3 separate regions of the Mus musculus genome follow, and all the other regions are linked to region 2. A link is a contact called in public HiCAR-type and HiChIP or PLAC-seq data. All regions are on one chromosome and are shown on one strand. The core of a region is the stretch at or near the end of the contact, and the rest is flanking DNA. Distances in the headings are between cores, read along the strand shown. Region 1 has its middle 45 kb from the start of Gm35039. Region 2 has its middle 8.1 kb from the start of Gm34576. Region 3 has its middle 22 kb from the start of Gm35039.

Region 1 (4,349 bases), core at 361-2,860, 440 kb after region 2:
TAGAGTCTTCCTGAGTCCTGGGGTGGGGGTGGGGTGATGAAGACATCTCATTTAGGACCAAGTCTTCCAATGTCTCTGCACATTGTCCAATTAAGGGTCTCTGTATTGGTTCCCATCTCCTGGAAGTTTCTCTGATGATGGCTAAGTGAGATGCTGATCTATGAGTACAACAGAAGTCATTAGAAATCATTTTATTGCTGTGTTCCTTTACCAGAACAATTGGTTTCCCCTTAGGTCCATTGCCTATCAAGGCTCAGGTTCTTGGCCACTCTGACAGTGTCAGGCATGGGTCTCATCTCATGGACTAGGCCTTAAGTCCAATCATAGACTGGTTGGGGACTCCCACAACTTTTGTGCCCTAGTGTATTATGCAGACAGATCACCATTGTAGACTGCAGGGTTTGTAGCTGGATTGGCATTTACTCTCTTCAGGTATCATGCACAGTACCTTCCAGTACCATGAATACTATTCAGTACAGGCGAAGGCTCTAGTTAGATACCAACCTGATTCACCATGTTCAATGAGATATGCATTGTCTTTCAGTCTCCATCCCCCACCTCTCTTGAACTGTATATGCCATCTCCTCTTCCTTGGGAGATCCTACCCCATCCTAGTTTACTATATACCTACAATATACTCTATGATCTCTGTGGTTGTACTGATAGTAGCATATCTAGTGAAGGCTTAAATGCTAACATCCATACATAAGATATTCTCTTAAACATATCATATTTGTCTTTGGAGGTCTGGGTTACCTCACTCAGGATGATCTTTGTCTAGCTCCATCCATTTACTTACAAATTACATAATTTGGTATTTTTTTAACAGCTGAATAACATTCCATTATATAAAGGTACCACCTTTTAATTGCACATTCACCCACTGATACAGATCTAGGCTGTTTCTAATTCCATGCTATTATGACTAGAGCAGTAATGAGCGTGAATGAACAAGTGTCTGTAGTAGAGTGGAGAGTTCTTTGGGTATATGCCCCAGAGTACTATAGTTGGATCTTGAAGTATATTTATTCCCAGCCACATAAGTTTACACTTCCATCAGCAACAAGTGAGTGTTCGTCTTACCCCACACCCTTGCCAGTATGAGCTGTCATTTGTTTTATTAATCTTGGCCAATCTGGCCAAGATAAAAATCTTGAAGTAGTTTTGATTTGCATTTCCCTGATGACTAAGGGTGTTGGGCATTTCTTTGTTTCTCATCCATTTGTGTTTTATCTTTTGAGAAGCCTTTGCTTAGTCTGTACCCCATTTTTAAGTTGGGTTATTTGTTTTCTTGATATCTAGGGTGGTGGTAGTGGTTCTTCTCCTTCCCCTCCCCTCCCCACCCCTCCCCTCCCCCCTCCTTCTTCTCTCTCCTCCTTCTTCCTCTTCTTCCTCCTCCTTCCTCCTCCCGTTCCTCCTTCCTCCTCCCCCTCCTCCTTCCTCCTTCTCCTTTTTCTTCTTTAAATATTTTAGATACTAACCTTATATCAGATGTGTAATTGATAAATATCCATTCCCATTCTGCTTTGTCAGGATGGTGGTGTCACACTGCTCTAGCCCTGTGCCTCCCTGCTGTCATGCGCTCAACCATGATGAGCATGGACTCACCCTCTGAAACTGTAAGTTCCCATTAATGCTTTCTTCTGTAACTCTCCTTGGTCCCAGTGTCTCTTCACCACACTGGAAAAGCAACTAACACAGATTCATTTGAAAGATATGAAATACAGCCAGTGATAGTGACTCACACCTTTGAACTCAGCACTCGGAAGGCAAATGCAAAGGCAGTCAGATCTCTCTGAGTTCAAGGCCAGCCTGGTCTACAGAGTGAGTTCCGGGACACCCAGAGCTACACAGAGAAATGCTATCTCAGAAAACAAAAAGGTAAAACAGAGGGTGGGGTAGAGGGGTGAAGGATGTGACTGGACTCAAGTCCTGTCTTGTTCCAGCATCATGTTGTAGACCAAAAGACCTAAACAGGTAGAAAAACAGGAAGGAAAACAGCAAGCACTGAAAGTTGAAGAGAAACACAGCCAGATCTCTGTGCTGGACACCCAGAAGTCGGCAGAAGCTTGAGCCAGATCTGAGGAAGCAGGATGCTTCTGAGGAAGGGCATTAGAAAGGAGCCTTGCAGCAAAATGAGTGGATAGCTGCCAGTGTGTTACCAGCTGGTCTACCCTGTAGTTAGAAACAACTTTTTATAATACAGAAAATCGCAACGGATCTTCCAGAAGGAAACTACCCACAGGTCTCTGGAAGTTAGAGTCTTTGATTTTATAACATTATGAAGACCATCTGAGCTGGCTAATGTATGTCTACTTGACACAAGCTAGAGTCATCAGAGAAGAGGAAAACCTCAACTAAGAAAAAAATAGGCTGTAGGCAAGCCTATAAGGCATTTTCTTAAGTAGTGATGGGTGGTGTGTGTCTAGACCATTGTGGGTGGGGCCATCCCAAGGGCTGGTGGTCCTGATTTCTATAAGAAAGCAGGCTGAGTAAGCCATGAGGAGCAAGTTAGTAAACAGCACCTCTCCATGACCCCTGCGTCAGCTCCTACCTCCAGGTTTCTCCCTTGTTGGAGTTCCTGTCCTCACTGCTTTTGATGATGAATTGTTATACCAAACCATAGTGAAACAAACACTTTCCTCCTAAGTTGATTTTGATAATGGTGTCTCATCATAGCAATAGTAACCCTAACTAAGACACATCCAAATCTCTCCTTGAGATTTTCACCACCACTGGTCTCAGGGTATGTGTCCTGATCATCTATTTCTTGGATAATTATTTACTATGTTCTAAAGGTATGCAAACCAACATATGCAAATGTATTGATGTTAACACTGGGTAGCCAGAACTAGTGCTCATTCCAAACTATGAGAAAGATCCTGCTGGGTGGTGGTGGCGCACGCCTTTAATCCCAGCACTTGGGAGGCAGAGGCAGGTGGATTTCTGAGTTCGAGGCCAGCCTGGTCTACAGAGTGAGTTCCAGGACAGCCAGGGCTACACAGATAATCCCTGTCCCCGGAAAAAAAAGAAAGAGAGAGAGAGAGAGAGAGAGAGAGAGAGAGAGAGAGAGAGAGAGAGAGAGTCCCACAGAGACAGGAAAAGGCACAAGTATACATTGGCCTTGCTCTATCCTGGATCTTTCTTTTTTCTCCAGAAGATTTATTTTTATATAACATGTCTATCTGTCTGTCTGTCTGTCTGTCTGTCTGTCTGCTTATAAAAGCCAGAAGAGATTGTCTGATAGTCTGAAGCAGAAGTTGCATGTGGTTGTTAGCTCCCTGACATGGGTGCTGGGAACAAAACTCAGGTCATCTGGAATTGCAGAAAGCACCAAGACATTTCTACCCCTGTACTGTGCTTTCGTAGTCATGGGCTCTCGTTTTATTTATGTAATTTGGAGGACACTATTTCGAAAAGTCAAGGAAATGAACATTCCAGGAGACAAAGTAACCTGACTAAAGTCACCCAGCTAATAATCAGTGAACCAAGGATTTGAACTGACTCCCGGGCATACAGAACACAGTGTGTAGCCCGCAGAACCCAAGCAGATATAAGGTACACACAATCTTAGTCGACAGCAAAATTCTTGACAAATATTTCTTTTTACTACTTTAACATTACAGATTGGGTGAGTTCCAATTCACACAAGTTCAGAATTTTAAGTCATTTAAGTACATCAGAATTCACGGGATTCCAGAAGCAAAACTGGCTCTGAGATGCCCCAGAGCACCACAGGCAATGGTGACTCCATGCGCAATTTCCTATTTCAGCACTTGGCCCAGGTACCTCACACAGGACTGAAGATGAGAAGGAGATACCTAGGCAAATCTGCCTAATTTCCCTGAACTCTGTGTAGTCCAAGTACCGCAGCTTGACACATCCATATGGCTTTGCTTTCTTGGGCAATTGCAGCCTTGGCAGAGAATGAGAACACCCGCCCTTGACAGGAACTGTATGTGAATGAAAGGCTTCAGGTGCTGGGCTGGCTCCCGACTCCTCTGCAAAAGGAAGTGCCTCCCACTTGGCTTGGTGCAGCGATGGTACAGGTGAGTCACCACATTGCCAGCCAGGCAAGTATTTTAAGAAACATGAAGTGTAAGCAGGAACCAGCAGAGAAGGACGAGGACTGAAGTGTCGCCATTAGCTCCGAGGGTGTCTTGTTGTCATGGTGCTAGGAAAATCACTTCCACTTAGAGTTCCACTCACCAGCTGTTTTGCTGGAACTTTTTTGCACGGGAGGCTGGTAGCCACCCCAGCACAGGCGTGGGCCACGGGTGTGCACACATGAACACCTGTAGCAGACACCCACTCCAGAGGCCTTACATTGCTTGTCTGACGCATGCCCC
Region 2 (4,165 bases), core at 1,310-3,809:
GGAGACTGGAAACTGATCCAGGTGCATGCTAGGAAAGCCACATACCTAAGACTCGTAAGCATTTTCAGTCACATCATGTAGACTCCATCTTCATGCAGATTGATAAATAGTCTTCATTTTGAGGGCCAGGGTTTGGGACCTAGGGCCCTTTCTTTGCCATGTTCTATTGCTACACCCTCAGTCCAATTCTTTACTTTTCAAAATCACTCAACACCAACTTTATGCTACGATTGAGTTTCTCCGGAGAGTGGCCTCAAAGGATGGCTTTAATGATTTATAAGGCACATTTTAAACTTACATTTCTTACTTATGCCTAAATATATTATAATGGAATGAGTATGGCAAAGTTTATAATACCTGTGATATTGAGGTTTTTATTTTCAAAATTGTGTTCATTTTATTTTTATGCGTATGAATGTTTTGCCTGCATGTATATATGTGTACCGCATATGTGCCTGATGCACATGACAGTCAGAAGAGGGTCCCAACCTCCTGGAACTGAAGTTATGGACCTCTTCATATCTTATTTGTAGGAATAGACTAAACATCTTTTTTTTTTTTTTTCAATTAAGATGATTCAAGCCGGGCGGTGGTGGCTCACGCCTTTAATCCCAGCACTCGGGAGGCAGAGGCAGGCAGATTTCTGAGTTCGAGGCCAGCCTGGTCTACAGAGTGAGTTCCAGGGCAGCCAGGGCTATACAGAGAAACCCTGTCTCAAAAAAACCAAAAAAACCAACCAACCAACCAAACAAACAAAAAAACAACAAAAAAAATGATGATTCAAAATATGTATCAAGTAAATAAGGATGCAGATGGAACATAGATATGGGGAAATATTATATTCATAGTACAAAATCATTCAAGTTTTGTCTTACTATTTAAAGATGTTGTAAAATATAAAAAGCAGTAAGCAGAAAGTATATGTTATAGACTTATAAAGCAGTGTTGTCTCCACAGTGACAAGGTGGGGTGAAGAACCAGGGATACTGTAATTCAGTATGCAGCACATCTAGGGCGGCTTTGAGACCCTGTATTTCAAAGAAGCATGTATGGAATGCTGACACTGCTGAGCCCAAGCCACAGTTGTAGTATCAGCGTTTAAATCATAAATGTAGTTTAAAGTAATAGTATACTATTAACTTAGTAGTATAAGGTGATAGTAATACTAGATACTAGCTTTTGAGTTCTCTTCTGAGTTCTAGAAGGGTACTTTTCCAGTGGTTATTTATTATCTCTGTCTTTCTGACTGTCTCTCTCTCTCTCTCTCTCTCTCTCTTTCTGTATGTATGTCTGTGTGTCTGCATGTCTGTCTGTCTATGTCCCTGGAGGCTACAAGAGGGTGTCAGATCCCTTCGAGCTGGAGTTACAGGCAGTTGTAAGCCACCAACTTGGATGCTGGGAATCAAACTCTTGGTCCTCTCCAAGGGTAGCAAGTGCTCAGAGCCCACTGAGCCATTTTCCAGTCCCTCTTCCAGGTAGACATTAAATTTATTGCTAGTCACAGAAATTTTGAGAAAAAGAATTCCATTTTAATAAAATCAAAATGACTAATAGTTCGGCTTTTCATCACAATCCTCCAGCCTCTCCATACACTAAGACAGAGCCGAAGTGGGATGATCTGGCCTTTCATTCCCATTATTACTTTATTATTATTTTTTTTAATAAAAGCAAAGCAGTCACGCCAGAGGCCCTGAAAGATGGCCTTTGCGTGGGCCAGTGCAGGTTCTCAGCATGTGCTCTGTTCCCATGTCCTGTCTGTGACCTCATTGTGAGACAGAAAATAATCTGGTCCAGGGATCAAAGCCTGAAATGTATTCTCATTTCCCCACATTCAAAACAAAGCAACTCCGGGCAAAGGATGAATTTCTATCCCATGGTTCTGATGAATAAAAAAAAATACAAAACTCAAACCCAATCTGGCACAACAATATATTCTTAAAGTAGATACCAATGATCAGTGACTTAAAAATAAACATTCATGCGTGTTTCTGTACATAAACTCATAGTCATATGTATACAGATGTTAGCATTTATAACAGATTCAAGCTGCCTATAAGGGAATTAAAATGCAATTAAAATGCAAATACTACTAGTTCACTTCCACATGTGCGCTAACTACTTCACCTTTATATGGTCCTTGTTTTTGTAAAAATTTCAAAGTTTCTAGTTAATCATAAAGCCAAAACAAACAAACAAAAAACAAAACCAACAAAATAAATAAAGAAGATTAGGAATCTTCTGTTGCCAGTCACAGGGTAACAGGCTCCTTCACCTGGTTGAACTGCAGATTTCAAAAATACCTAGCAGTTTAGGGTTCCATCTGCCTGCTCAGTTGGATCTGTTTTGTTTTGCTTAATCGGGGAAATGCCCATATAATCTGCGTATCTGGCATCCCTTGAAAAATCAGGCCTGGCAACACTGGGCACAGATTCCTGCTTGAGCTGCAGTTTCTAGCCCCTGAGGACAGCCATCCCTGCCGACTTCCCCAGCAGGCTTCACTCAGCCTGTCTGGCCCTGGGGGCTAGAGTTTAGAATCGCTCATTTATAAGTAGGGTTTGTGAACAGCCAACATTCACTGTCCTCATTACCATCCCGGGGAAAATCTGGCCAAGTAACTACACTGGAACACTGAGAAGCAGTTTCCTCTCAGCAAAGTGAAAGCAGCTGGCTCACCCAGCTTGGCTCGTTGGGTTTGTGGGAGCTGGGTGTACCCTCATTTAAAGACTTCACATGCCTCAGATGTGCAAGCGACAAATCCGCTGTGTCCACTCCACTTCCCAAACTCTGCAGCTGGTCTTTAGTTGGTAGACTCTTGGCTCAGTCCCTGGGAGACTCATTTCAAGTGCTTAGAGAGGCACCCGTGGTGGTCCAGTTTGCTAGGCCAGTCTTCTGTCCAGGTTGCTAGTGGTTAGAGCCGAAGATCCCCTGAGCCAAAGGGTCGAAAGAATGAATAAGGCACATGGCAAAGAGAGATGTTATCTGGAGAATCAAGTTATGTCTTATAAAATAACAGAGTATTTCTCATTTTAGAGGTGAGGAACAGCCCAGCCCTCTGAGCTTTTATTTATGCAATAAATATTTATTAGACACCAACTTTGTGTTACTCATTGTGATGAACTGGAAACGCAGTAATGACTAGGCTTGGCCCCTGCCCTGGAGAAGTTCATAGGGGAGGGAATTAATCTGCATACTTATAATTCCACAGCAATGTGGGAAGTGACTGGCACCAGCTTAGCGGTGGGCGGAGTTAGAGATCAGTGCTTCAGAACTGGCTAGAAGACTCTACAATATTCCCACCTGATTCCATTCTCTGTCTTGAAACTTACAAAAACAGATTTTTAAAAAAATGTTCTATCACCCACCCCACCCCCCAAACTACCCACACCAAGAAGAGGTACCAAGGCGAGTGGGAGCCCACAGGGAATCCCCAGAGCTTGTGATATCAGGGTTGGGTGGGCACACCCATCCTGGGCTCTGTTGGATGCAAAGGGGCCACTGCTACTCAGCTAGAAACTAGAATTGTTTTAAACATTCATTTTTAAAGTTAGAATTCAAAAACAGTTTAAAAACCCAATATGGATACATTTAAAATAAACTCTCACTGGGAAGTTAAGTTCCTTAGTCTTTGAACTTCACCAGAAGTCTCCCTAAACCTCCTACGCTTTGGGAAATTGAATACATTGTAAACTTGAACACATTCTTAAAAAAGAATCCTCTTAAAGACATAAGTGACTGAGAAACAGTTTGTCTCTCCCGAATCTAATTCTTATGATTCTGATTCACCGCAGGTACTCTGACTTTAAGTCGCCACCGGTCCCTGGCACTTGTCATTTACTTCCAGGCTGGTTTTGCTGCCGTGCCCGGCCGGGTGACTTATCTTTCACTGTCTGCAAAGATTTCCTTCTCTGTTACTCACAGGTGTCCTGTTTGCCCTGCCCAGATTGAGCCAACCACATGAAAGGTTTTGTTTTGATTTTCCATCTCTCTGCCCTCCACACTGCTTCCTTTTTATCCAGCTGCAGCTGAAGAGAAACACATGAGCCGAGAATGGACAGCCTCCCTGGCTTTGGCTTTGAGGGGTTTCTTTCTTTCTTTCTTTCTTTTTTTTTTTTTTTTAGTTTGTTGTTGTTGTTCTGAGAAAATATTTTCATTCTTTAATTATTTT
Region 3 (4,584 bases), core at 534-3,033, 460 kb after region 2:
AGGAATGAACTCCCTGAAGGGTTTCTGAAATCTGAGTCAATTTTAAAAATTCCTTCTGCATGTTGCTTGTTAGGACCAAAGCAACTGTATAAAATCAGGAGCCGTGTAAGCCCCAGTCCTAACCCTGTCCTGTCAAACTGCCACAGGGGTTTTCCTCGGTGTCAAGCCAAAACATAAACAAACAGGTTAAAGATAACATAGTAAGATTGTAAAGAGTGGGAACAGCCCACTGAAGCATTCTATAACGTCGTAGCTGCCCCTTGATTTAATTTTGTTGGCTTTCAAAGTAACATAAACCTAGTGGTCTCTTTCTTGGTCAGTTGCATAGCTTGCTCATGTTCCAGGCTTTTTAGATGCAGAAGTATTTTCCCCTTCCAAGCATCTTGTGACACTTCCATCCCCTTACCTAACAGGGTGGCTGGATTTATTTAAGAGGATTTTGAAGTTGATCCCTTTTATATAACTCAGAAGACCGAGTAACAGAAAAGAGCAAAGGAGAGAAGATGTCAGGGAGAGAGATTACAAACACGAGCTTCGCCTCGGAGGTGCTCTCTAAACAAGGAGAGGTCAAAGGTGCTCTTAACGGACAGACAGAGCTGGAGTGTGAGGAGCAGGTTAGCTTACATCCATTCATCAAGGGTTAAGCTTTAAGCCTAAGAGCTTTGGGTGAGTCATGGCCAGAATTTGGCAAAGAAATGCAACACCTTATCTCTAATCAGCCCTGCCTCAAAATAGCTCTGTCTTCCCTCAGGCAGAGACTCATCATCCCAGCTAAGCACAGTGCATCGAGGTGCTGAGCCCCACTTAATCAGAAAGTCTAGCTGTGCATGTTATTCATCTCTTGCACAAAGTTAGCTCGCTCTCTCCTTCTCTCTCACTCTCTCCCTCTCTCTCTCTCTCTCCCTCTCTCTCTCTCTCTCCCCCTCTCCCTCCCTCTTCCCCTCCTCCCCCTCCCCCTCCCCCTCCCCCTCCCCCTCCCCCTCCCCCTCTCCCTCTCCCTCCCTCTCAGTGGAGCAATGCATAATTTAGCAGAGCTGAAAATGACTTGCACAGATTCAGGATATCAGGCAGGAAAGAACCTTCCAACTTTCCTGGGCTGACACTTCTTCATTCTACAGATGGGAAGACTGAGACCCAGAGATAAAGGCTGTGCCCAAGAACACACAGTCAGTTGGCAGGGGTGAGGGAGACCTTCTCCAACAGGAAATTAGCAGCGCGGATGAGGGAGACATTCTCTTTCTCCTGGCTGTGCTGCTAAACTCTGGAAAAAAAAAAAAAAAAAAAAAACCCTGGTCCATTTTCCTTCCGTTGTTAAGGAAGTCATCAATGCTGCCAAGAGTTTCCAAATCAACACTCTTCCAGGCAGCACTTATTAAACTCTCACTGGGGCCTCTCAAACCTCTGTTTCTAGCTTCATGATCCAGACAGCATTTGATTGTTTGTTCATTTCACATTTGAGATTGGGATAGATAGTCTACTGCAGTTTCTTTCTTTCTGCTGGAAGAGAATGTAACAAACAGGAAGTTAAAGTTCTTGTGGGGTGAGGCTCAGACAAAAATGCCCACTGGCATTATCAGCTGCTTCCCCCTAACACACACACACACACACACACACACACACACACACACACACACACACCCAAACGCCCTCACCCCAGCACCAAGCATGAACAACACTCAGGCTAGTTCTGACTCGGGATTTGACCTCCTAGAGGCCATCTACAGAGGATGGCTCGGCAGGAACATTCCCCCCCAGCAGTTCCCCTCCCACCATTTGTACCCTGTGCCCACTGAGAACTCTTCACACAATCTGGGCCTTGTCCAGGCTGTCTGAGGCACACAGAGTCTAAGGCACAGGGCTTGCAAAAGGCTGCTGGAAACTGAACGGGATAATGGAGATTTAGAATTCAGACAGTTCCAGGGCTGGAATGTGCTGCTAGGAAAATGCCTGGCTCCAGCTAGCTTCAAGCAGTTTTGTTTCAGGTTGTTACTATCCAAGACGTTGTGTCCAAGACTAAAGAGAAATAGAACACTAAGGCGCAGGAAATCGGATTTCAACTCCCTCCCATTTCTCGGTGATTGTTGTCTCTTGAGCGTTCCCATTTGTTTTTTGCCTGAGTCACTCTGGATGGACTTATCGAAGCTCTTGAGTGGAAATTGGTCCCTAGTTGTTCCTCGATGTGGGCGTTATCTCTTCTAGGAAAACTCCAGCCTTCCTCCTAAAGACCCCAAGCCCTCTAACTCCCACTAGACTTCCTACTGAAAGCTGAACAAATGGCAGGCGCTTAATAAATTCCTAAAAAATTCATGGTCAGCATCATGTTGCCTAGACCTGTTTCAACCAATTCCATGCAGAACTCATGTCCTAATCATGAAGAAACTACCAGACAAAATAGTGGAGACCCAAGGTTCACACACACTGCACAACAGAGCCAGACCTCAGGCCCACAATTTCTAAAAGGATATCTGGTTTTCACTCATCTTCTGTCAAAATACACATAAAATATAGTGCTAAAGATATTTAAGTGAAAGTCAGTAGAGAGTGAAACAGTACTAGGATATTGTGGAGGGGACTTTACAGTACAGTCAATTAAAACAAATTAAAAAAAGTAAAACCAGAAACAAACAAAAAACCAGGAATCAGGCATGTGGTGCACAGAACCAATCCACAGTAAATTGCAAGACAGTCCGGTTATGTCGAGAAACCTTGTAGCAAAAAAAGAAAAAAAGAAAAGAGAAGAGAAGAGAAGAGAAGAGAAGAGAAGAGAAGAGAAGAGAAAAGTAGAGGGGAGGGGAGGGGAGGGGAGGGAAAGGAAAGGGGGGAATAAAAGCTTTAAATGCTGTATCCCCAAGCTTACTACAATTTTTAAAATTCTAAAAACACTTCCTGAAAATTATGCTCTTGTCAAAGTCTCTATTTTTAAAACATGAGTTCGATCATAGTTGTTTAATCAGAATAAAAACAGGTTCTTTTTAGCTGAGACCTAAACCTGGGAGGTAAATCAGTACTTAGGATAAAAGCCATGAGGCTTTTTGGTCTAGTCCATGCAACACTAACTCGGAACTCTCTCACCACTCACTAGAACTTGAATGTGACATGTTCCTGAAAGTCCACATGCCCAGCTAGCAAATGTAGATTCAAATGCAGGGTCTGGGTTAAGGCCAAGATTGATCCATGGAAACGTGAGAGATATGCAGTAAGCACTATACAGTGCCTACTAGGTACACAGAATGGTTCTGGTGAGTTTCTTGTTTCCCCTTCAGATAACTGTGAAACCTTAGGTACATGGTACTAATCAATATGGTATGTTTTGAACACCAAACTTTTGGTGCCAGGAACCTTGACAGATATATGTCTCGATAGTTAACCCTTGTGCAATTCTTTGTGCTTAAGAAGTGAGGTCTAGGGAGCAGAGAGATCATTGACAAACTTGATATCCCATAGCTTACAAATGGCAGCAGTGAGATAGCAAAGGCTCTAAAGCCCCACTTTTTTCTACTACATCCATGCTTCTCAGTGCTCACTCATATTAGTAGCACCTGAGAGCTCTCGTGTAAGAGTGAAACTGGGTTGCGCCTCAGACTCCTTACATCTGAAGGTACAGGCCTTGAGTCTAGATTCTTACCGATCTTTGTAAATGGCTGGTTGTGGTAGTGTACAATTGTAAATATCAACACTTGGGAGATGACAGCAGAAGGATCCAGAGTTCAGAGTCATCCTTGGCTATGTAATGGAGTTTGAGGCAAACCTGGGCTACATGAGACTGTGCCTCAAAACCAAAAGTAAGCAAGACACAATCTCTATAACTAATTCTGGTGTGCAACCAGGGTTAGGAACTATGTTAGCAGTATGGAGCCTTGGGTTTTTCAGGTGTTTAGATGATGGACATTTCTACGGTTCCTCGGAGTGCTGGAGTCACCACAACACTGCCAACTCTGGGTCACTAACTGCTTAAGAAACCTCAATTTGCCTTGGAGATCTGCAATTGCCACTCTGCCCAATACTCTCCGGACTTCCTGCTTAACTACAAGCCAGGAATGAAGCTCTTTAAACATTTGGGATGGGTCAGGTCCATTAAGAATATGAAGGCAGTCAGGCACTTGAGACATGGCTCAGCAATTATGAGCCTTAGCTGCTCTTCAGAGGACTGGAGTTCAATTCCCAGCAATCACAAGACAGCTCACAATTGGCTGAATCTAGCTCTACTTCTAGATCCAACACCTTCATCTAGCCCATAGAGGCACCGAGCACACAGACTAGTTCATGTTTTGTTGTTGTTGTTGGGTTTGGGTTTTGTTTTGTTTTGTTTGTTTTAAGCTCAGGAAAAGGCCTGGTTCTCTATAAAGTTGCCATCTTTCCAGCTATCGTTTAGAGATATTTGGTGAAATCTCCAAACATCCAAAGTGTTTAGTGCTACCCCTGTTGTCATTACAACAAAAAGTTCTTTGAAAGTGTTTAGCTAGCAGCAATGGCACATGCCTGTCACACCAGCACATCAGAAGTTGAGGAAGGAGGACCACGAGTTCCAGGCCAGCTTGGATTATAGAGTAAGATCAAGTCTTAAAAAAAAATTATAATCTTTGA

The links. HiCAR-type assays count read pairs that join an accessible place to other places. HiChIP or PLAC-seq counts read pairs in DNA pulled down with a chosen protein or histone mark.
Region 1: a contact with region 2 is called in an H3K4me3 HiChIP or PLAC-seq map of bone marrow-derived macrophages, with 6 times the contacts expected there. The contact joins two enhancer-like sites. A contact is called at or near these places in 1 of 15 datasets of contacts at CTCF or cohesin (the NIH/3T3 cell line), 1 of 484 Hi-C or Micro-C datasets (embryonic stem cells), 6 of 115 datasets of contacts at active chromatin or transcription factors (bone marrow-derived macrophages, a colorectal cancer cell line, embryonic basal ganglia and 3 more) and 1 of 9 other capture datasets (embryonic stem cells).
Region 3: a HiCAR-type map of astrocytes shows a contact between it and region 2, with 9 times the contacts expected there. The contact joins two enhancer-like sites. A contact is called at or near these places in 1 of 484 Hi-C or Micro-C datasets (bone marrow-derived macrophages) and 2 of 115 datasets of contacts at active chromatin or transcription factors (astrocytes and pancreatic cancer cells).

Annotation. Positions count from the first base shown.
Region 1 is chr3:65,880,706-65,885,054 of GRCm38.p6, forward strand. No RefSeq gene overlaps it. Among named protein-coding and RNA genes, the nearest start is that of Gm35039, 45 kb to the right of the region's middle. Within about 2 kb of position 1,611, at least 4 of the 459 cell types and tissues checked have an H3K27ac peak or open chromatin away from gene starts, as enhancers often do. A contact at or near this core is called in bone marrow-derived macrophages, where this site is marked.
Region 2 is chr3:65,439,257-65,443,421 of GRCm38.p6, forward strand. No RefSeq gene overlaps it. Among named protein-coding and RNA genes, the nearest start is that of Gm34576, 8.1 kb to the right of the region's middle. Within about 2 kb of position 2,560, at least 174 of the 459 cell types and tissues checked have an H3K27ac peak or open chromatin away from gene starts, as enhancers often do. A contact at or near this core is called in astrocytes, bone marrow-derived macrophages and pancreatic cancer cells, where this site is marked.
Region 3 is chr3:65,904,193-65,908,776 of GRCm38.p6, forward strand. No RefSeq gene overlaps it. Among named protein-coding and RNA genes, the nearest start is that of Gm35039, 22 kb to the right of the region's middle. Within about 2 kb of position 1,784, at least 112 of the 459 cell types and tissues checked have an H3K27ac peak or open chromatin away from gene starts, as enhancers often do. A contact at or near this core is called in astrocytes, bone marrow-derived macrophages and pancreatic cancer cells, where this site is marked.